Regions from separate parts of the Mus musculus genome. Here all the other regions are linked to region 5. The links are chromatin contacts, called in public HiChIP or PLAC-seq and promoter capture Hi-C maps. All regions are on one chromosome and are shown on one strand. The core of a region is the stretch at or near the end of the contact, and the rest is flanking DNA. Distances in the headings are between cores, read along the strand shown. Region 1 holds the start of Ppp1r37 (protein phosphatase 1, regulatory subunit 37). Region 2 holds the start of Trappc6a (trafficking protein particle complex 6A). Region 3 holds the start of Bcam (basal cell adhesion molecule). Region 4 holds the start of Nectin2 (nectin cell adhesion molecule 2). Region 5 holds the start of 9330104G04Rik (RIKEN cDNA 9330104G04 gene). Region 6 holds the start of Ercc2 (excision repair cross-complementing rodent repair deficiency, complementation group 2). Region 7 holds the start of Clasrp (CLK4-associating serine/arginine rich protein).

The links. Promoter capture Hi-C pulls out the DNA fragments that hold promoters and counts their contacts. HiChIP or PLAC-seq counts read pairs in DNA pulled down with a chosen protein or histone mark.
Region 1: a contact with region 5 is called in a promoter capture Hi-C map of pre-B cells, with 2.9 times the contacts expected there. The contact joins the promoter of Ppp1r37 here to the promoter of 9330104G04Rik in region 5. A contact is called at or near these places in 6 of 39 promoter capture datasets (cranial neural crest, frontonasal cranial neural crest, hippocampal neurons and 3 more) and 2 of 115 datasets of contacts at active chromatin or transcription factors (astrocytes and embryonic stem cells).
Region 2: a contact with region 5 is called in a promoter capture Hi-C map of liver, with 4 times the contacts expected there. The contact joins the promoter of Trappc6a here to the promoter of 9330104G04Rik in region 5. A contact is called at or near these places in 5 of 39 promoter capture datasets (cranial neural crest, embryonic stem cells, liver and 2 more) and 1 of 115 datasets of contacts at active chromatin or transcription factors (forebrain).
Region 3: a promoter capture Hi-C map of cranial neural crest shows a contact between it and region 5. The contact joins the promoter of Bcam here to the promoter of 9330104G04Rik in region 5. A contact is called at or near these places in 1 of 39 promoter capture datasets (cranial neural crest) and 1 of 115 datasets of contacts at active chromatin or transcription factors (embryonic stem cells).
Region 4: a contact with region 5 is called in an SRF HiChIP or PLAC-seq map of embryonic stem cells, with 34 times the contacts expected there. The contact joins the promoter of Nectin2 here to the promoter of 9330104G04Rik in region 5. A contact is called at or near these places in 1 of 39 promoter capture datasets (cranial neural crest) and 3 of 115 datasets of contacts at active chromatin or transcription factors (astrocytes and embryonic stem cells).
Region 6: an H3K4me3 HiChIP or PLAC-seq map of forebrain shows a contact between it and region 5, with 6 times the contacts expected there. The contact joins the promoter of Ercc2 here to the promoter of 9330104G04Rik in region 5. A contact is called at or near these places in 2 of 115 datasets of contacts at active chromatin or transcription factors (embryonic stem cells and forebrain) and 3 of 9 other capture datasets (adipose tissue, liver and pancreatic islet).
Region 7: an H3K4me3 HiChIP or PLAC-seq map of embryonic forebrain shows a contact between it and region 5, with 4 times the contacts expected there. The contact joins the promoter of Clasrp here to the promoter of 9330104G04Rik in region 5. A contact is called at or near these places in 4 of 39 promoter capture datasets (cranial neural crest, frontonasal cranial neural crest, maxillary cranial neural crest and 1 more) and 2 of 115 datasets of contacts at active chromatin or transcription factors (embryonic forebrain and large pre-B cells).

What each region holds. Positions count from the first base shown.
Region 1 is chr7:19,561,103-19,564,087 of GRCm38.p6, forward strand. Ppp1r37 (protein phosphatase 1, regulatory subunit 37) reads right to left here and starts at 1,296. Exons shown (of 13, transcript NM_199149.3): 1 at 709-1,296. The coding sequence starts at 928.
Region 2 is chr7:19,507,143-19,509,991 of GRCm38.p6, forward strand. Trappc6a (trafficking protein particle complex 6A) reads left to right here and starts at 1,528. Exons shown (of 6, transcript NM_025960.4): 1 at 1,528-1,690. The coding sequence starts at 1,607. It overlaps Bloc1s3 (biogenesis of lysosomal organelles complex-1, subunit 3), which reads right to left and starts at 1,228. Exons shown (of 2, transcript NM_177692.4): 1 at 1,163-1,228; 2 at 1-468. The coding sequence starts at 459.
Region 3 is chr7:19,769,184-19,771,883 of GRCm38.p6, forward strand. It overlaps Bcam (basal cell adhesion molecule), which reads right to left and starts at 1,349. Exons shown (of 15, transcript NM_020486.2): 1 at 1,224-1,349. The coding sequence starts at 1,287.
Region 4 is chr7:19,748,144-19,750,843 of GRCm38.p6, forward strand. Nectin2 (nectin cell adhesion molecule 2) reads right to left here and starts at 1,430. Exons shown (of 9, transcript NM_008990.3): 1 at 1,072-1,430. The coding sequence starts at 1,159. It overlaps Gm34744 (a long non-coding RNA gene), which reads left to right and starts at 1,427. Exons shown (of 3, transcript XR_881878.3): 1 at 1,427-1,806.
Region 5 is chr7:16,873,447-16,876,200 of GRCm38.p6, forward strand. 9330104G04Rik (RIKEN cDNA 9330104G04 gene) reads right to left here and starts at 1,440. Exons shown (of 2, transcript NR_152128.1): 1 at 766-1,440. Dact3 (dishevelled-binding antagonist of beta-catenin 3) reads left to right here and starts at 1,871. Exons shown (of 4, transcript NM_001081655.1): 1 at 1,871-2,227. The coding sequence starts at 1,979.
Region 6 is chr7:19,380,754-19,383,453 of GRCm38.p6, forward strand. It overlaps Ercc2 (excision repair cross-complementing rodent repair deficiency, complementation group 2), which reads left to right and starts at 1,264. Exons shown (of 23, transcript NM_007949.5): 1 at 1,264-1,306; 2 at 1,526-1,625. The coding sequence starts at 1,302.
Region 7 is chr7:19,603,060-19,605,759 of GRCm38.p6, forward strand. It overlaps Clasrp (CLK4-associating serine/arginine rich protein), which reads right to left and starts at 1,427. Exons shown (of 21, transcript NM_016680.5): 1 at 1,353-1,427; 2 at 131-246. The coding sequence starts at 229.

The DNA.
Region 1 (2,985 bases), core at 46-2,545, 2.7 Mb after region 5:
AAGCCATCAAAGCCAATGCACTCCTCCAAGTGCCCGTCCAGTTCCACCTCCCCACCAACAGGCCTAGATCTTAGATCTTCCCATCTCCCAACATGTAAGTCACCTTCTGTTGAGTAGGGAATACTGCCGAGTCCTTCCCCAGGTAAACCCTGGTAAAAGCGGGCTCCGCGTTCTGCTGCCGAACCTTACTGCGGAATTCCTCGCACACAGGCAAACTGGCCACCTCGTCCTCTGCTTTACTACCTGCTGCCTCTGACCCTCCTTTCCCAGTCGGAGGGTTTACAAACTTCTGTACAGTCTGGGTTTATTTCCGTCCTCGTTTCAGCCAAAAGAGCAATGGCCATAGCCGGCTACGCTTTGCCTCCTGGTTTACAGACCAGCTGCTTCGCTCTCACCATCCCGTGGACTCAGGCACTTACCTTTCCCCCAATACTATAACCAGGCTCTCTTCATCTATCCCTGAGTGTACCATGAACTCAAAGGCTGGCTGCCAGCCTCCCAAACTCCCAAACAAGGTTAGGCTTTGAAAACCCAGTCCTGTGGACCTTTCCAGCTCTCCCGCCAACCCCTCTCTGCCTCCAGCTCTAACCTAGGCACCGTTGAAATCACCAATAAGTACCATTTGCCGCGGGCCACCTCCGTGGGGGTCGGCCCTATGGCGGTCCCACCCGCCTCTAGGCTCTCCCCCGCAACCCTCGCCAAAGCTACCGTGTCTCCAGGGGTCTTTGGGCTCCACCGCTCCAGACACGATGTCCTCGTCAGATGGGAACGTGACACGCTTGGCAGCAGCCTTAAGGCGGCCATCGGCCGGGGGCGAGGTCCCGGTAGGAGACTCAGCTTCGGCGGAGGCCTCCTCGGTCTCGGCCTCCGCGTCCGCGTCGGCGTCCGCGCCCGGCCCGGGCGGAGCCTCCTGCGGCGGGATCTCCATCGCCGCCGCCTCCTCCTCCTCACGGGGGCCCCGGGGACATGCCCCGGGCCCCGGACTCGTCTCTCCGGGTCCTCCCGCCGTTCCGGGGCATGGGCTTCGCCGCTGCCTCAAGCGCCGCCTCCGTCCGCTCCGTTCGTCGTCGTCGTCGTCGTCGTCGTCGCAGTCGCCGGGAGCCCCAACGCGCCTCCGCCGAGCTCCGCGAGTACCTGCTCTTCCGCAGCCACACTTTCGCTACAAGCCGAAGGGCCCGCTGCGTACCGAGAAAAGCATAGCACCGACTCAAGCTTTTGCTCTGAAAAAAAACCGTGTCGAGGACGACAGGAAGACCGGAACAAAGAACAGTAAGCTCCGCGGAAAAAAGAAACGTGACCGGCGAATCTGCAGAGCCAAACTGCAGAACACAGAGGCGGGGCCTATGAACGCTGTCTCCCGGAGCGCCGCGCATGCGCGAGTTCTAGCCGCCCCCTCCCGCCCCCCACAAGCCAAGCTGTCAACAGTCAGGCTCCCGCACATTCGTCACAAGCCCAAGTAATTCGGGAAAGGATTCAATACAAATCCTATAACCGCGGCCTGCGAGAGGGCTGTCAGCGGCTAAAGCCGTCTGAGTTCGTAAAAATAGAAGAATCGCCTCCACAAAATTGTCCTCTGATTTCTACGCGTCTACAAGAAATGAGTAACTTAAAATATAAAATACGGATCAGATATTAATTAAAAAACCACTTGCTGGACATGGTAGTGACTCGCCTTGTGAACCGAGCCTTGGAGAGGCTGAAGGAGGAGGTTGCGAATTCGAGGCTAGGCTGGATTACAAAGGGAGCCTCAGACAAGCAGGTGCTACAGCAGGAGACCCTGGTGGGGCTAAGCCAAGTACTGGGAGCAGGATAAAGTGATGGAGGTGCTGAGAGCTGAGAGCCAAGCTGAATATCGGATGAGTACGTACAAGTGACAGAAGCGACAGAAGAGCACACTTTAGCACAATTTTCGTCAAAATTGTATCAAATGTAAATTACAATATTAGACGAGTCTGCTAGGTATTCATGAACCTGCTATAAAAACAAAACAAAACAAAAACTGGGAGCAGGAATTCCAAAGGCTCGGGATGAACCAGCTGACCAAACCTGAGCGAGCCTAAGCCACACCTCCAAGGGGTCGATTCCAAAGCTCAGGATTCATCTGGGCACTTTCGCTTTTCCTTCTCAGCTCATTAAAGCCCACTGGCACAGGGACTGAAACCACAGAACGGGATTTGAGGAGGGTCGAGCACAGCATTGCCAAGTAGAGAGCTAGGCTGGAACTGGAGGGAGGCTCCAGTGTGAACTGATAACTGAGACCACTGCTAAGGGTAGCTGCTTTCCTCTTCACAGTTGGGGGTTAGCACACTTTGGAGACTGAGAAGTACCAAAAGCCCCTATAATTAATGCAAACCTTCAGTTACATTCTGAACTCCAAAAGGCATTAAGTGGGCTTTGTTTGGGGGGGGAGGGTTGGGTTTTGTTTGGTTTTACTGGTTCTCATGTAATCCAGGCTGCCCGCTGACTTGCCATGTAGGAAAGACAGGCTTTATCTCTGGCTCCTCCTGCCTCTACACCCCCTTCCCCACACCAAATGCTGGGATTACAGACTTGGGTCACTGTGCTTAGCTAGGAACTGCTTCCAGATATCATGTACTGAAAGATTTCTAGTGACAAGGGGCTGAAACAGGGGACACAGACTCCCTCACTAGACGGCTAGAGCAAACTGAGGAAGGGTAAAACTTCAACGCTAACCACCAACCTGCAGCATTTGCTCCCGGGCACTGGCACGGCACTGGCACACAAGTGTGACCACCACCACCACTCCCAGTCCCCTCCGTGGGAAGACAAACCTGCAGGTGACTGCAGTGGACCACATCACCAAGAGGGAACCTTGAAACCTAGTGTAAGCCAAGGCCCTGTCTAGGCCTTTTCTAGTAAAAAGCCATCCTTGCCCACCTCGGGTCAATTTCTTATGCAGAGATGAATGTCAGCCATTTGGGGAGGATGCCAGGAGCAGTGCAAGCCCTATACTTTTATCTGGAC
Region 2 (2,849 bases), core at 278-2,777, 2.6 Mb after region 5:
CACGCTGTGGGCGGCTGCCAGCCCGGTGGCCTGAGCAGCCGCCAGCCTCCCCGCCAGGGCGGCCACATCGCGACCCGCACGGCGGTACACGCCGCTCACCGCAGCCGCTACGTCGTGGTCCAGGCGCGTCTGGCTCTCAGCCAACCGGAGCTGCAGCAGCGAGCGCGCAGGCGCCATGGCAGGGGTCTCCTCCGTGCCCCAAGTCTCCGCCGGATCGCGCTGCACCACGAGCGGGGGCAGGTCGACCGGCACAACCGTGGGCTCGGGCTCAGGCTCCGAGTCGGTCTCCGCCGCCTCCCCGGCCACACGCAGCCCCGTGGGACGGCCGCGCGTAGGGCCCGAGGGACCCAGGTATAGTTCCTCCTCGGACGAGGATGCAGACAGCTCCGAGTCGGTCTCCGCAGCTTCCCCAGGTACCACTGTCCCCGGCCTTCTCCGCCGACCCTGGGATGACTCCATGGCACGGAGCTGGAGAAGAGGAATTGAGCGGACGTGAGGTCCCGAGTCCCAGCCCCTTCACCGCCATCCCCAGCGAGTCCTGACTTGGGCCTCAGTTTCCTCGTGTACACATGGGTTGGAATTGTGCACCTCTGTATCATTTGTGTGCACACCGGGGACATCAAGGACCGTCCAGGCAAAGCCTTAGAACTAGGTCACACGAGATGGCTCAGCTGGGAAAAGGCACTTGCAATCAAACCTGACGCCAAGAGTTCGAACCCAGGGACCCACATGGTGGAAGAAGCGAACTGAGGCCCGTACAGTTGTCCTCTGAGCTCTACACGCGTGCTAGAGACGCACGCGTATATATACATTAACTAATATAAAATAATAATAATGACTTTAATTCCCAGCACCGGAGGAGAGGCAGGAAGATCTCTGTGAGTTCGAGATCAGCCTGATCCTCAATAGTGCCAGGCCATCCAACATTACATACATAGTGAGAACTTGTCTCAAAATAATACTGACAATAATAAAGTAAGTTTTAAAAGCTTTGTAACCAAGAGTTCCCAGAGTCCCACCAGCACAGGCCACACCCTCCACTGTCCTCCTGGCCAGCGAGCACTTGGCCGCAATAGGCACCAGGGCAAACAGAAAGGACAGCCGCCCGAGGGGACCCTTAACAAGAGCCACCGACACCAGAGTCCCGGAAGGAAGGCCATACCGGGTCTCCGAGGCTCCGAGCCCAAGGGGTCCGCTGCCTGGCGGAAGTGAGCCGGTCTCTCGCAGCGTCACGTGAGCCGAGTTATGGCCAATAGGAAAGCGGTTAGACAAGTCGCTTCCGTAGTGTGGGTTTATTTATTTATTTGCTTATGTATTTAGGAAAATTCCGTTTGACGCGTAAATTTATTTTTTTTAATCTTGGACCCTCACAGGAATCAGAGACTCAGCCAATTGGATGTCCGAAGACTCGGGAGCAGGGAGGGAAGCGAAGAAAGGGCGGAAGATGTTAACAGCGCGGCCAAGGAAGGGGCTCGGTGGACCCGCCTCCTGGCTTTCAAGAAGCAGGCGGAGCTAAATAGGATCACCAATCAGATCGGGCCTACCTCCCGAGCTGACCAATGGGAGCCGGAAGCGTTGGCCAGGCGTGAGGGTCGCGAGGCGGCGTATGGCGGACGCGGTGCTATTCGAGTTTCTGCACACCGAGATGGTGGCGGAGCTGTGGGCCCCGGACCCGGACCCAGGCTCGGGGGTGAGCGGCACGCCGTGGCCTCGGGGTGGAGAAGTGGGGTGTGATCGAGCCTTATGGCAGGTCATTGCTGAGGCGGAGCGAGATGACTTGGGTCAAGGCGCTCAGTTCTAGGCCTCGTCCTGGGGCGCCGTTGATAATTAGGGTAATTGGCTGTTATTGGGCTCAGATGAGGGCTCGCCTCACCACCCACTTAGTATGCAACTCAACATCTTTAATCTTCCTATCCTTCCGTTTCCTCCTTAGAAAATGCACCCTCAACCATACCCGGTCTCATCTGTCCCCTCTGCCTGTGTGCTGGATAAAGTGCGTGCTGATCGCGCTACACCCCAGCACACAGTGAGTTTTTTAGTATGGATTTGCCCCTGTAATGAGTAAAGACCCCACCCGGTAATGTGGAAGGTGGCGCTGGGATCACTGAAATATTGTAATCAATAATAGTTACCACCACTTATGTGTTCCTTTGTGCCTTCCTGTGTGTCATACTCCCATCCACCTCCCATTGTCTTCCTTCTCATCCTAGGGAGGTCATGAAGAAGCTGCTTTGTGCAGAGGCACATGCTCTGGGAAGGAGGGAGCCTGCTTCCTCTCTGCTCTGTGTCACCTTGACTCTAATAAAGAGATTAAAATAGCTTTCTGTGAGCCTGCACAGATATGAGCTTGCCCAGGGCTCTCCTCGTAGCTCCTAACTGCTGCCACCGACTGTGTCCGTACTGGGGGCCCTACAGCTGAGGTAATAGAGTTAGTGGGAGTGTGGCCCGATCATCAGGTCTCAGGAGCCTCCCTGATTTTTTGGGAGGGTGGGGGTGGGGGGGTTCGAAACAGGGTTTCTCTGTGTAGCCCTGGCTGTCCTGGAACTCACTCTGTAGACCAGGCTAGCCTCAACTCAGAAATTCACCTGCCTCTGCCTCCCAAGTGCTGGGATTAAAGGCGTGTGCCACCACGCCCGGCTGCCTCCCTGATTTTATAGGCTACATGGCAGTTTGAACTTCCATGACTGTGTGGGAGTTCAAGACCTGCTGCAGAGACTGCTCTGCTCTCTCTTTTCTTCCCTGAGTATCCCTACGCCAACCCGACTCTTGAAGCAGGTTTTCACTGTATGACCCAAGCTGGCTTCTGGTGATCCTCCTGCCTCTGCCTGAAAAGTACTAGGATTATGGGC
Region 3 (2,700 bases), core at 99-2,598, 2.9 Mb after region 5:
CAGGGCTGGGCAGGTTTCAGGAATGTGGGAGGGTCAGGCTGGCTGAGACCTGCCCAGCTTGGCGCCAGAGCCCCCTACCCGCCCCTTGACAACACCCCCCCCCCATCTCTTTACCAGAGAAGCTTGAAAAGGGTGAGGTGAGTCACCTGGGCAGAGGTGAGGCTGGGTCCTGAGGGAGAAAGGACTGGAAGTTTAGACAACTAGCTGCCCGAGGTATAGCAGGCTGCATGTGGGAAACACGGATCTCTGAGTCCTAGGGACCTGAGAACTTGGGTCTTGGATTCCTGTCAGGGTCTGGCAGGTAGCACGGTTCTTGCTGAGAATCTACCCTCTGGGCTGGCATCATTCCTTTCCCGCCTAACCTGGCACAGACTACTCCTGGGTTCCCACTCTATATCACGTTTGTGCCAGGAGCCTTGGTTCTCAGGCACCCACCTCTGGGCCCAGCCTGTCCCAGGGGAGCTGGTTGGGGGCCAAGCTGGTGCTCTGGACTGGTTGTGAGCAGCCAAGCAGCCAGATATCCTGTCTTCCCTGATCTCTCTTCACCCTGTCCCCAGTGTCCCCCCGCCCCTGTTTCTCCTCCCCACTTCACCACATGCAGGTGTGTGGATTTATCGGGGCCCTCAGGAAAGGGGCCCTGTCAGTCGGAAAACACTGTTCCACCTTCTCTGTCAGGCTCGGTTCTTCCGGCCCTTTCAGAGAGAGGCGGGTCCTTTAGAGGCAGCCTAAACTCTGAATTTTGGGGAAACCCTAACATTCTAGAAAGTGCTTTAACCGCAGGGTCCCCCGTTTCTCTGAGGAAACTCTGAGCTTAATCACTTAGAGAACAGCTCCGGGATGCTAATCTTCAGTATCTTAGCAGAACCTATTTTGACTATGGGGGAGGGGAGGGGCTGGACTCCAGTCTAAGGGACTAGGGGCTACAGATCCCAGATTCCAGGTACTCAAGGTTATTAGGGGTCGCAGGGCTTAGACTCCAGGATTCCCAAAGAGCTGGGGAGGGACAGCTGTCTCAGATGTGTTTGCTCCAGAGCTAGGGTATCCTTAGCTCTCAGATCGGGTGCACCCCAAGGCCTCCCGCCTTCCTCCCTACTGGGGAATCCCTAGATTGTGATCCCTGGGGAAATGGAAGCTTGTTCCCCTTGTCTTCTCGGGGACTCCAGGGGCCTGCCCCACAAGCCCCAACCTCAAGTTTCAGCTCTGCCCTCAGCCCCAAGTCATACCTGAGTAGCCCGACAGCAGGAAGGTGAGCCACAGCAGCCCTGCGCGGGCGTCAGGGGGTTCCATGTTCCCTGCAGTGGCGGCAGTGACTGAGCCCGGGCGAGGCTCTCCGCCGCCCTGAAGCTGGCAGCGGAGGCCAGGCCCCTGACCACGCCCCTGACCACGCCCACCCCATCCCCAAGCTGGGCGCAGGGCCAAGACCTCCCACTGCCCTGAGAGGACCTCCCACCCTCGCGCGCGCGGGGACCCGCTAGCACCGCCGCGCGCTGCTCCATCCAACCCACGCCTGCGGCTCTCCTCCTCAGCCGTGGGGACCGACCCTCCAGTCAAGCCTCGAGCTGGAATCTAAGGGAAAGCGCGCAGATACTCGTTCCCTTCCTTCCTGGCCACCTGCGGGGTCTTGACACGCATGCCCAAGGTGGCATGTGGCCCTCGACTGCAGGTGAATCTTTTTCCTAGTTTATTTTCTTTTTGGAGTCGGTGGCCCACTGTAGCTCAGGCTGGCCTTCTGCCTCAGTTTCCCAAGTACTGGGATTACAAGGGTGAGCCATCGCCCTGGTTTGTGAACTGTCGGTTTTGACCAGCGGTCCCTGATGTGATTAGTTGCCTGTGCTGGTCTCTCTTTGTAGTCTCTCCTGCATGACCGGCTCTTCCCTGAGTGCCCTAGGATGCCCTCCCCTTAGAGGCAGCCACCTTGCTGGGAAGCGCCCCTCCTCTGACTGAGCAGTGGCCTGGAACTGGTCAGGTCAATCTTTTCTCTAATGGGTTTTCAATTCCCAGTCCTGGTCGGCCTCTTTGGTGATGAGGTGGGGATGGGGTGCCCCTCCCTCTGCTCTGCTCTGCTCTCCTTGACTCCTTCACTTCCCCCCATCCAGGGAATCCAAGGAATGTCACCCCCCTTCCGCCTTCCTTCTCTGCCCGCCATTCCTTCCCCACCTTGGGGGGAGGGGAGGAGAAGTGGGCTGGCGCGTCGGCAGGTGAGTGGCTGAGGGAAAGAGCAGGCTGCTAGGACCGCGGGATGGAAGAGAGGGTCACAGGTCAAAGTAAGGGGTCACAGATCAGTCTACTCCAGGATCCTCACACGCCGAGGCAGTGTGGAACAAAATCCCAAGAATGCTGGATGGGGGCTGGAGAAGGAGGGTTCTGCCTCTGTTCAGAGGGTAGAAACTAGCCTGGGATACTGCTATGGATGGGGGGTGGTATAATTGTGGGTCATGCTGAGAGAGGGTCCTCCCCCTCCAGTCTCTGGCCAGTCTGAGGGTGACCAGCGTTGAGCTGCCCTGTGAGCCAAGGTTTTACCCATCAGTCCTAGTGGAAAGGCTTATGTTGTAGGTTTTGGCAGGGCTCTCAAAGCTGTTTTAGCATTCCCTGTCACAGGAAGCAATTGTGAAACCAGGAAAAGTGACCTTTGCGTGGGGCTCCTTCATCCCCTCTCCAGGAAGTCTTTCTTCAACCTTCTCCTGTCACATAAGTCCCTGC
Region 4 (2,700 bases), core at 180-2,679, 2.9 Mb after region 5:
AGCGCTCCAGCCCCGCCCCGCCCCTCCCAAACTAGGTGAAAGCGATACCGGAAAACTTCCCCAGGGACGTTGCCACTCACAAGGAAAGGGGGAAGGGGAGGAAAACTGCAAACCTCCCGGGCTCTGACTCTACCTGGGACACAGCCGACTAAGTTCCCAATTTCAGGCTACGTCTTTAAGCCTTTGATTATATTTGGGGGCAGAGGGGTAAAGGTCAGAGTCCCTTGATCATTAAATTCCATTGCCTACAGCTAAATCCGAACCTGCCAAGATAGTGCCTCTGGACCCTAACTGCACCTGGACCCCAGCGAGCAGAGCTCTTTGCCCACAGTTAAACCCAAGACCCACAAGTTTGAACCCCTTTTCTCCAATTCTATCTAGACCCGGGTTAGGCTCGCCTTCTGAGATCCTGGAGGCAGAACCTCTTAATTTTCCCAGAACCCAGGGGTCAGTGTCTGTAAACTCCCTGAGGCTTGCACTCCAGACTCACACCCTTCCTGCCCCTGAGTGCCCCCAACTCTCATCATTGGTTTGCCAAGGGCTCCCAAAGACCGAACTCATCCCCCCCCCAACACACACTCGTCTTGGGAACCTCGACTGTGGGTCCCCTCGCGCCCAATTCTCCCCGGGCCTCGGATGCCCAACCCAACAAGAAGGAAAAGAAAAAAAAGGGGGGGGGGTGTCGTCCCTCCTCACCATCACGACCCTCCAGCTAGTGTGAGTGGGGGGAACATTCTCCACATTCCTGAGGGGGGAGAGCAGAGACGGAAATCCAGATTCCGGATAAGTGATCAGCACAGGATGGGGAGGATTTAACCCTTTCCACGCCGAGGGAGGTGGAGGGGGTCAGAAACCCGGGTTAGAATGGACACTTGTGATTACGCGAGGTGCAGAGAGGGAGGTTAGGAGACTCGGAGAGAGAGCCCGGTGTGTTGCGAGAATCTCGATCAGTAGGGCCAACCTAGAAGGGGGCACGAGGGAAAGGGGCCTCGGGGAGCTGGGAGTGAGGTGGGGGACGATGCCCCGTTCCCTCCCTTCTGAGGACTGACGAAGGCATCCGCGCGTTTTCACCTGTTTCCTGAAGCAGGAGCAGTAGCAGCGGCAACAACGGCAGCGTCGGTGACAATCTGGACGGCGGGAGGACTGCGGCCCGGGCCATGGGGGGCCCGGGGAGGGACTGGGCCCGGGCAGGGGGTGCCTAGGGACCACTCTTCGTGTACCGATCGGCTGGGAGGGCAGTCAGGGGTCTGAAGTGTCCGGCTCCAGGCCGGCTTCCGCCGCTCACGGCTCCCCGGATCAGTTCGTTCGGCCCAGCTTTCCCTCGCCTGGCTCTCAGGATCCGCGCCCCCCGGCCCCTCGCTTAGCTCCAGCGGGCCGGACTCATGACGTCACAGGCCCCGCCCCTCTTCGCCAAGCCGATCCTAGGGCTCAGGCTCCGCCCCTCTCAGGGCTAAGACCCCGCCCATCCCGCGTCCCACACCTGTCTGGCCCCACGATTCTATCTCCGCCTTCTCCTGGAATTAACTATTTGACCACGCCCACTCGACATGGAGCCACGCCCACACACAACCCGGGAAGACCCACTGCGCCCCCTACTGGTCACTCTAATGAGACGCGGTCACACCCCCTTCTAAACTTCCGGTCGCCTCCCACCAGGAGAAGCCATGCCTTCTCGCCCAGACCACGCCCCACTGCCCTCTGGTTAGCCTGAGTATGTGGGCTCTCATAGGGCCTCCCTTCCTGAGGCACCGCCCCTTGGTGAGGCCACACCCCTGTCCCAGCCTTTCTCCTAGTCCTGCTGCTGTGGTAGGTCGGGGTCACTTCTTAGTGGACCCCATTTCTTTCTGATCTCTGCCCTGGGTTCTCGTGTCGCCGCATCATTTCTTTCCAGATTTCTCCTCTTTCTCTACCTCTGAGTCTCCCTCCGCATCCCCATGTTTCTCTGTGGCTCTGCTCTGGTGTTTCTTTGTCTGTCCATGTGCCTATGTCACTTAGTCCCCGTGTCTCGTTGCATTCCTTTGACTGTGTGCGTCTCTCTTTGCGTCCCTGTCACTTTCTGTTTCTTGTCTCATAGTTTTTTTCTGTGTCACTCTTAATATTCCTGTCCCTGCATCTGGCCTCTGCGTCCCTCCCACCCAGTATCCTTTTTTTATATCGCAGCCTTCCGCGAGGGGGCAGCATAAACCAACCCAGCAGGCCGAACCCCGCTGGGTGGGGCTGGACCAGTCAGTCTGTCCTCTGGCCCTACCAGTCCCTTCCGGTTGTCCTTGTCCCACTTTCTCTATCTCACCAGAATCCTGTGGTCTTTGTGGCTGGTTTTGAGGCGGCCCTTTTGTCTCTTCGTAGACGCTCCACCCTCCCCACCCCCACCCGCCTTTTCACATTCCCAGGGCCGCCGAGTGGAGCTAATGAGAAGGTCCACTTGTTGGGGATGGGGGAGGGGAACAGGTACTCCGCTGCTGAAGTACCTGACAGCCAAATCCTCCCCAAGGGCCAGGCATTTGGGGGTTTCTTGTGAGAGAGCCACCTGGGCTGGGGTAGGGCCCCTTCTCCACCGGCCACATACATGAAGCCCCTCTCCCATGTGGCAAGGCCCAAGGAGTGGACCCTGGCTCTGACCAACTTGCTTTCCACTCTTGTTAATGCTCCTATTTGTTTGCTTGCTGATTATTTTGTGTGTGTGCAGGCCGTGCTGACTTC
Region 5 (2,754 bases), core at 190-2,689:
CTTCAAACTCAGAAATCTGCCTACTTCTGCCTCCCAAGTGCTGTGAGAGTAAAGGTGTGCGCCACCACTGCCCAGCAAGACTAAATATTTCAGTGTGTGGTGTATGTGTGCACTCACGCACAGAGTGCAGTTGCCTGAGGAGACCAGAAGAGGACAGTGGATCCTCTGATGCTGGAGTTAAAGAGGACTGTGAGCCTCTTTTTCTCTCTGTGTGCCAGAAACCGAACCCAGGTCTTCTGGAAGAGCAACAGCACTCTTAAATCACGGAGCCATTTCTCCAGTGCTGGGATTACAGATATGACTCACCATGCCCAAGACTCAGTTCTTTATGAGTGGTAGAAGCTGTTACTCCAAAAAAAAAATAATAAAAAATAACAGGGTTATACGTGGTGACCCACTCCTTTAATACGAGCACTGGAGTAGGGGGAGTCAGATACAACCCAGAGGTGGTCTGAAAGTAACAAGCCAGTCTGGTCTACATAGTTACAGTTCAGCCAGGGTTACTTAGTGAAACCCTCAAAAAGCAAAACAAAACATAATTATGCTGTTAAACGTTCAGAATAACTTTTTTTTAGATGTAGATGAAGAGCACAGAGAGACCAAATACGTTTCCTAGTGTTACTCTGCCTTAAAGTGGCATAGACTCACCACATCAAAGTTGGTTATTGCCAGATGATCATAAAACATTATAAAAGACAGTTTCACACTATATTTTTCTTTCAATGACAGGCTGTCATAGTTAGCCCAGATTGGCCTCGAACTCACCGCGATTCTACGGCCCCATCCTCCCTTCCAGATCTGAGCTTTTAAGGAGTCAAAGGTCCGTCTGAGAAATGGGCTATTTCACAAACGTTGCCGACACACCGGGTGTAGTGACACATGCTGGCCGCGTGAGGGGGCGCTAGCCCGGCTTGCCCAGTGAGAAGAGGCAGAATGCAGCCTTCGAAAGCAGGCAGGCTCAGATTTAGAACTTCAGAACGTTGAGAACAGAGCATCTCAGAAGACTGAGAACAAAGCCTCTTAGAACCGTGAACAAAGGCCCCTGCGAGCTCAGACTGGTGGAACTCAGCTCCACCGCACCTGGAAGACAAAAAAGACCTCAGATTCTCTTCTGGTCAAAGCATAGAATATTTCACCCAGGGTCTTGTAATTCCGTAAATGTGCTGTTTTGATGAGACAGAAACTCGCTGTGTAATCCAAACTAGCTTGAAATTCACTATGTAGTTTAGGCTGGCCTTGAACTCTCAATTCTCCTCCTGGTTCAGCCTCCCCTATGATGGAATTACAGAGCCGGTTTGAACAGGTCCTGCTTAAAAGCATAATCAAACCGTAAGATGTTCAATCCGCTTTACTTCTGAGGGTCTGGGAAAGCTGCCTGGAAGAGGAGGCGTGATCCGGATTCAATCATCACTGATGATCCTTCTGCGCAGACTCAGAAGCTGAAAGTTTGGGAGGGGCGGCAAGAGCAGCTGCGGAGCTGTCACGTGGATCCAGTCTCTATTTATAGACCACCCTTCCCTGGACCTGGAGAGCCCAATGGCAGCCAGCGCTCGCCCGCAAGGGGGCGGAACCAGCTCCAGAACCAAGCGACTGGCACCAATGAAATTGGAGCAAGGGCGGGCTTGCTTCATTGTGATTATAAAGAAGGCGTGGCCACAGCCCCAGGATCGCCGCACAAAGGGGCGTGGCGAGTCTGATACCCCCGTAGGTAGTCCTGGGCATGCGTTGTTAAGGAAAAATGGGGCGGGGCGGAGCCCTGCGTCACGGAAGGCAACAACCAATAGTAGGTCGTTGTCGTGCCTTCAGGGGCGTGGTCATGTAGATGAGGCGCGGGTGGGCGGCCCAATGGGCGGGCGCCTATGCAGATGAGACGGTGACAGCCCGGCCAGCGGGCGGGCGGGCTGCTGGGGCGGGGAGGTGGGACCGGCGAGAGGGGCGGCCGTGGGGCCCGGCCGGGCTGGGGCGGGGGGCCGCAGCCATGATCCGGGCCTTCTCGTTCCCGGTGAGCCCGGAGCGGGGTCGGCTGCGGGGATGGTTGGAAGGCAGCCTGGCCGGGCTCTGCGAGTTGCATTGGCTCCGAGAGAGGCAGGAGTACCGCGTGCAGCAGGCGCTGCGGCTGGCCCAGCCCGGGATGGGGGGCGCCGAGGCTGAGGACGAGGAGGACGCCGAGGAGGACGAGGATGCGGCAGCGGCGCGCAGGGCCGCAGCAGCCCTGGAGGAGCAGCTGGTGAGGGGTCGCCTGTCCGTGCGTCCATCCATGCATTCCTCCCTCCCCCATTCGTTCCCCCACCTCCCTGCTCCTGTGTCCGTCTGTCTGTCTTGGTAGTGTATGCTCAGCACACCGGTCCTAGGGTAGGGGAGCAGGCAGGGGGAAAGAGATAAGACTGGAGACCTGGCTTTTCCTACCCCCAAATAGAGCTGATAGGGAGGATGCACGGCCTCCGTTGGACTCAGCATGGACCCTGTTAACCGTCCTGGATGCCTAGTGTGTGTTAAACCAAACATTCGTCTTCTTACAGATTTCCTATTTCATGAGGGTTTGAAAGTCCCCATTTTACAGAGAAAAAAACTGAGGCTTAGAGACAGGAAGAGACTCACCCAAGGTCACACAGCCGGCATTCAAACATAACCTCCCTCTGGGCCCCGCTACCCGGAATCCATCTTCATCTTTCCTTAAGTCTCGGGGTGCTTGGAGATCCCTGGAGGGGGCGGGGTGGGGGAAGGGGAATCTTCAGGCCTCTGGAGAGAGAGACC
Region 6 (2,700 bases), core at 14-2,513, 2.5 Mb after region 5:
ATAGTGTGAGATCTAGGACAGTGTCAGAACTAAGTAGAAAGACTCTCTCAAAAAGAAAAGGGACTGGAGCTCAGTGATTAAGAGCACTGACTGCTCTTCCAAAGGTCCTGAATTCAAATCCCAGCAACCACATGGTGGCTCACAACCATCAGTAATGAGATTGGATACCCCCTTCTGGTATATCTGAAAACAGCTACAATGTACTTATATATAACAAATAAATCTTAAAAAAAAAAAGAAAGAAAAGAAAGGATGAAATGAAGGGAGGAAGGACTAAAAGGTGATATTTGAGCAAGAATCCAGAGATATGAAATAACTGACAGCATTGTCCAGCCCTCAGGTGGGTTAGCCACAAGCTGGGGCCAGCCACCCAGGCTATAGAGTGAGCTCCGGACCAGCTTGGGTTACATAGTACGACTGTCTACTGAGGCCTGTACCTCATGAGATGGCTCATGAGGTACAGGCCTTTTGACCTGAGTTCGATTCCCACACATAGTGGAAGGAAAGGACTGAACCAAATTCTGCAGGTTTCCTCTTCCTTCCACAGGCCAGAGGTATTGGATTCCATGGAGCTAGCCCTAAAGGTGATCGATCATAAGCTGCCTGATTTGGGGGGTGGGAGTGGAGAGTGGGGCGGCTGGGAACCCTGCTCCTCTTCAAAATCAGAAAGTGCTTTTAACTACTGAGTGATTCCTCCAGGCCCTTAATTAATGAAGTTTTGTTTGTTTGTGACCTATGCTTTAACGTCTGAGCCATCTTTCCAACCCATATTAATAAATGCTTAAAAACACGTGCTAGGCAGGGCAGTGGTGGGAAGCAGAGGCAGGTGGATTTCTGAGTTCGAGGCCAGCCTGTACTACAGAGTGAGTTCCAGGACAGCCAGGGCTACACAGAGAAACCTTGTCTCGAAAAAACAAACAAAAAAACAAAAAAAAACACCCGAAAAACAAAAAAATCAAGACGGTCTCCAATTTCTCTGTTATTCTCTCTTAAACACTATTTTCACGACTTGGACAACCAGAACAGAACCTGGAGGAGCGAAGCAGCAATGAACTCTATCGATTCTCTCGACTCTCTTCTTTCTGTGTTCTGCTCGAAGTCCTCGGCGATCCTCAGCGATGCCTCGGGCACCACTTCTCTCCGAAGTCCGCCCTCTCACCGCCATGCGCACGCGCCAATTTTCCGATTGGCAGAGTGACGGGAGGACTCGGCCAATGGCGTCCCGAGGAAGGTGTGTCTCTGGGTCACGCCCCCTCGTTGAATATTCAGGAGCGGGCGTGTGGACGCCGCGATCAGCCGCCATGAAGTGAGATGGGGTCTCTGAAAGAGCGGGCGGCTCTGCGGTGGGCAATGGGGCGGCGGGTGGGCGTCGCCGGGGCTGGGGCGCGGCGTGGAGAGGCTGCGGAGACCGGTCCGGGTGGCTTCGGGGTCCCTGGCGGCGAGACGCCACGAGGGCGGGCGGGCGGGCGGAGCGGAGGCCGAGGCGGCTCGAGAGCACCGGGCACCGACGCCTCACCGCCGCCAGGCTCAACGTGGACGGGCTGCTGGTCTACTTCCCGTACGACTACATCTACCCGGAGCAGTTCTCCTACATGCTGGAGCTCAAGCGCACGCTGGACGCCAAGGTGGGTGGCGAGGCTGCCCTCCTTGCATTCTGATGCCTCTGGCAGGCAAACGTCCTGGTCGGGGCCCGGGCCTTGCTATCCCAGCACCCGGAAGACCCAGGCAGGAGCATCGCTGCGATTTTGGAGGCCAGCCGGGGCTACACAGCGAGACCGTGTACTAACAACAATTGTAAATAACAAGGCGAGGAATGTCGCTCAGTTGGTAGGGTGCTAGCCTAGCTAGCAGGGGTGAAACTCTGGGTTCCATCCTGGCACCGCATAAACTGACTGATAGTAATTACAATTATGCCTGTAATTCTAGAGACAGGGTGGCTGAGGACAGATTGCTCGAGTTTGAAGTACAGTCTGGGTTTCATAGTGAGTTTCGGGCTAGCTAGGGCTATGTATAGGAAAACTCTGGAGGTATTCCTGGTAGTGACAATAGTGGAGGGAAGAAGGGGTTCCGTATGTGGAGGTCAGAGGACAACTTTGTGGAGTTGGGTTTTTCCTTCCACTTCTATTTCGGTTTTGTTTTGTTGTAGATTTATTTGTTTTATGTATGTGAGTACACTGTAGCTGTACAGATGGTTGTGAGCCTTCATGTGGTTGCTGGGATTTGAACTCAGGACCTCTGGAAGAGCAAGCAGCCAGTGCTCTTAACTGCTCAGCCATCTCTCCAGTCCCTCGTTGTGTTTTCTGAGACAGGGTTTCTCTGTGTGATTTTTGCTGTCCTGGAACTTGTTTCATAGACCAGGCAGGCCTCAAAGTCCCAAAAGATCCACCTGCCTCTGCCTCCTGAGTGCTGTGATTAAAGGCATAGGCCAACACCACCCAGATTTCTTATCATTTTATGTGGGTTCTAGGGATCAAATTCAGGCTGTTAGGTTTGATAGCAATCGCCTTTACCTGCTGAGCTATTTCAACAGCCCTGAACACAAACTTTTTAAAAAAAGTTTTCTTTTAGGTATACTTATTTCCAATGTGTGTATACATGCTACAGTGTGCACGTGAGGGTAGAGTTGGTTCTTTCCTTCCGTGTATGTCTTGGGGATTGAACTCGGGTGATCAGGCTTGGCCACAAGCACCTTTACCCGCT
Region 7 (2,700 bases), core at 177-2,676, 2.7 Mb after region 5:
CAGTGGAAGGGGGTGTGGGGGAAGACGACTAGGATTGTGAGGAAAAAGAGCTCTTGCCTTGACACACCTCCAAGCCCAGGGCCCTTCCCTCTGGAGCCCGCCCGCCCCACACTCAAGTCTGCTCACTCACAATCTTCTCATAGTACTCCCGACGCCGCTCCGCCCTCTTCTTGTAGTCCACCATCATGCCTCGAAGTTTCCGCTCATGCTTCCGAGCCTCGTGCCACATGGTGCTGAGGCTTCTGCCTGAGGGAGGAGGGCACCAGACATGTCAAAGGGACTATAAAGACCACGTGGGTAGAGTTACAGTCCTCTGACATGTTGGGGTTGATCCTGATGGACTAAATTCCAAGTCCCATGGCTTCAGGGGAGAGAGAGACCCTGCTGCAGACCAGGACGCTGAGTGCACAAAAGGACTCCTAACAGTCCTGTGGCAGTAGCTCCAGAACTATGAGAAAGCTCTCTGTGACCTAGGTAAGATCTTCTCCTGGGAAAAAAAATCCTCCTAGATTCTGCTCGCTAAAGTCCATATGAAAGACTATAGAGTAGATAGCCTTTGGAAGGCTGATGCAGAACTGTCTTGAGTTCAAGGCCAGCCTTGGTTACACTGTCCAGTGTAACCTAAATATGGAGATCCTACTTTAATTAAAAAAAAAATGGCTGGGAGTGATGGTGCATGCCTTGAATCTCAGCAGTGGGAAGGCAGGACAGGCAGATGTCTGAGTATGGAGCCAGCCTGGTTTATGTACTAAGTTCCAGGCTAGCCAAGGCTACATAGTGAGATGCTGTCTGGAAAAATAAAAATGGAATTTTTGAAATAAAAGGAATGTCTGAAACCGATCCGTAGCTGCCAGGGCTGGGCTCACAAGAACCCCTAAGATCCCTCTGCAGGAACCATGCATGGTACGGGAGGGGGGTGCAGCAGTGTTGTAAGGTAGGTTAGTGGAGAGAGGCAACAGCACAGCCCAGACACGCTTGGGGAGGGGGGTGAGGCCAGGTGAAGGGCGTGGACAGAGGATGAAGATGGTCAGGCGGCTGAGCTCTAAAGGAGGGACGTGAAGCCGGCCAGGCAGGCTAAAAAGAGAGAGTGCGGCCCTGGGCCGGAGCGATGGGTGAAAGACAGGGACGGAGCTGCGTCTGGGGACCAGGGTCCGTGCCGAACCCCAAAGCCCGGATTCGGGCCTGAGGAGGGGCGAGGGGCGCAGCCTGAGGCCTGTCAGGGCGGAAGCAGGCGGGGCCGCCGTCGGGGCCCGGCGGACACCCACGGTGATCTCCGGAGCGCCTCGGACAAGGATGAGGTCGACTGCCACCGCTCGGAAGCCGGGAGGTCGGGGTCGGATGCCTGCACTCACCGGCCAGTCGCCGCCTCCCACTGCTGCGCTCGCGCGCGCTCACGACCCACACCGGAAGCGGAAGTGAGAGGTTGAGCGAAGGAGAGAGGCGGCGCTGCACAAAAGGCACTTCCGCGGTCGAGAGGAAGGGCTCTGGGATGTGGGCGTGGCTCTCGCGATTATGGGCGGGGCCTGCAGGGTGGCACCATCTGGGACCTGTCCTAAAAGTGAGAGCTTAAGTAGAGGAACCCAGAATTCCAGACACGTTTTGTTGTTGTTTTTAAAGATTTATTTCTTTTAGGGGCTGGAGTGGTGACAATCGATTGAGAACTGGAAGCTCTCGCCAAGGTCCTGAGTTTAATTGCCCGCACTCACATAGGGCTCACAACCAGTCTCTTTTTTTTTTTTTTTTTTTTTAAAGATTTATTTATTTATTATATGTAAGTACACTGTAGCTGTCTTCAGACATTCCAGAAGAGGGAGTCAGATCTCATTACAGATGGTTGTGAGCCACCATGTGGTTGCTGGGATTTGAACTCTGGACCTTCGGAAGAGCAGTCGGGTGCTCTTACCCACTGAGCCATCTCACCAGCCCAACAACCAGTCTCTTAACTGTAGTCCTATGGGATCCAGTGCCCTATTCTGATGTGCATACATGCCGAGAAAACACCCATATGCATAAAATACAAAAATAGAAAAGTCTTTTTAAAAGATTTATATTGCCGGACAGTGGTGGCACACGCCTTTTAATCCCAGCACTTGGGAGGCAGAGGCAGGTAGATTTCTGAGTTCGAGGCCAGCCTGGTCTACAAAGTGAGTTCCAGGACAGCCAGGGCTACACAGAGAAACCCTGTCTCGGAAAAAAAATATTATGTGTATGCCTGAAGGTGTATGTTTCTCTGAGATGTATACACACACATATATATTATATAATTTTATTTAATCCTATATGTACATATATATGTATACATATATGTACGTGTATATGTATATATAAATATATATGTATACACACAGACATATATGTGGGATTAATAAAAATTATCTGTAGGTTGTGTTCAGTTAATTCAACAATAGCAGGCTAGGAACAGAAAGGCCAAGAACTCAGTAGATCAGTAGATGCTCGGGCTACAAGGCTGGATGCCTCAGCTGGTCTTCAGTATACACTAGAACCACAGAGAAGGCTCTAACGCCAGTGAAGGAATGGACTTGCTAGCAAGACGATGGCAAGCAGGCAAATACCTAAAGCTTCCTTCTTCCACATCCCTATATACAATCCAGCAGAAATCGTGGCCCAGATTAGAGCTGGATTAAAAGTGTGTCTTCCCATCTCAAGATCCAGATTAGAAATTGAGCTTCCAGGGGCTGG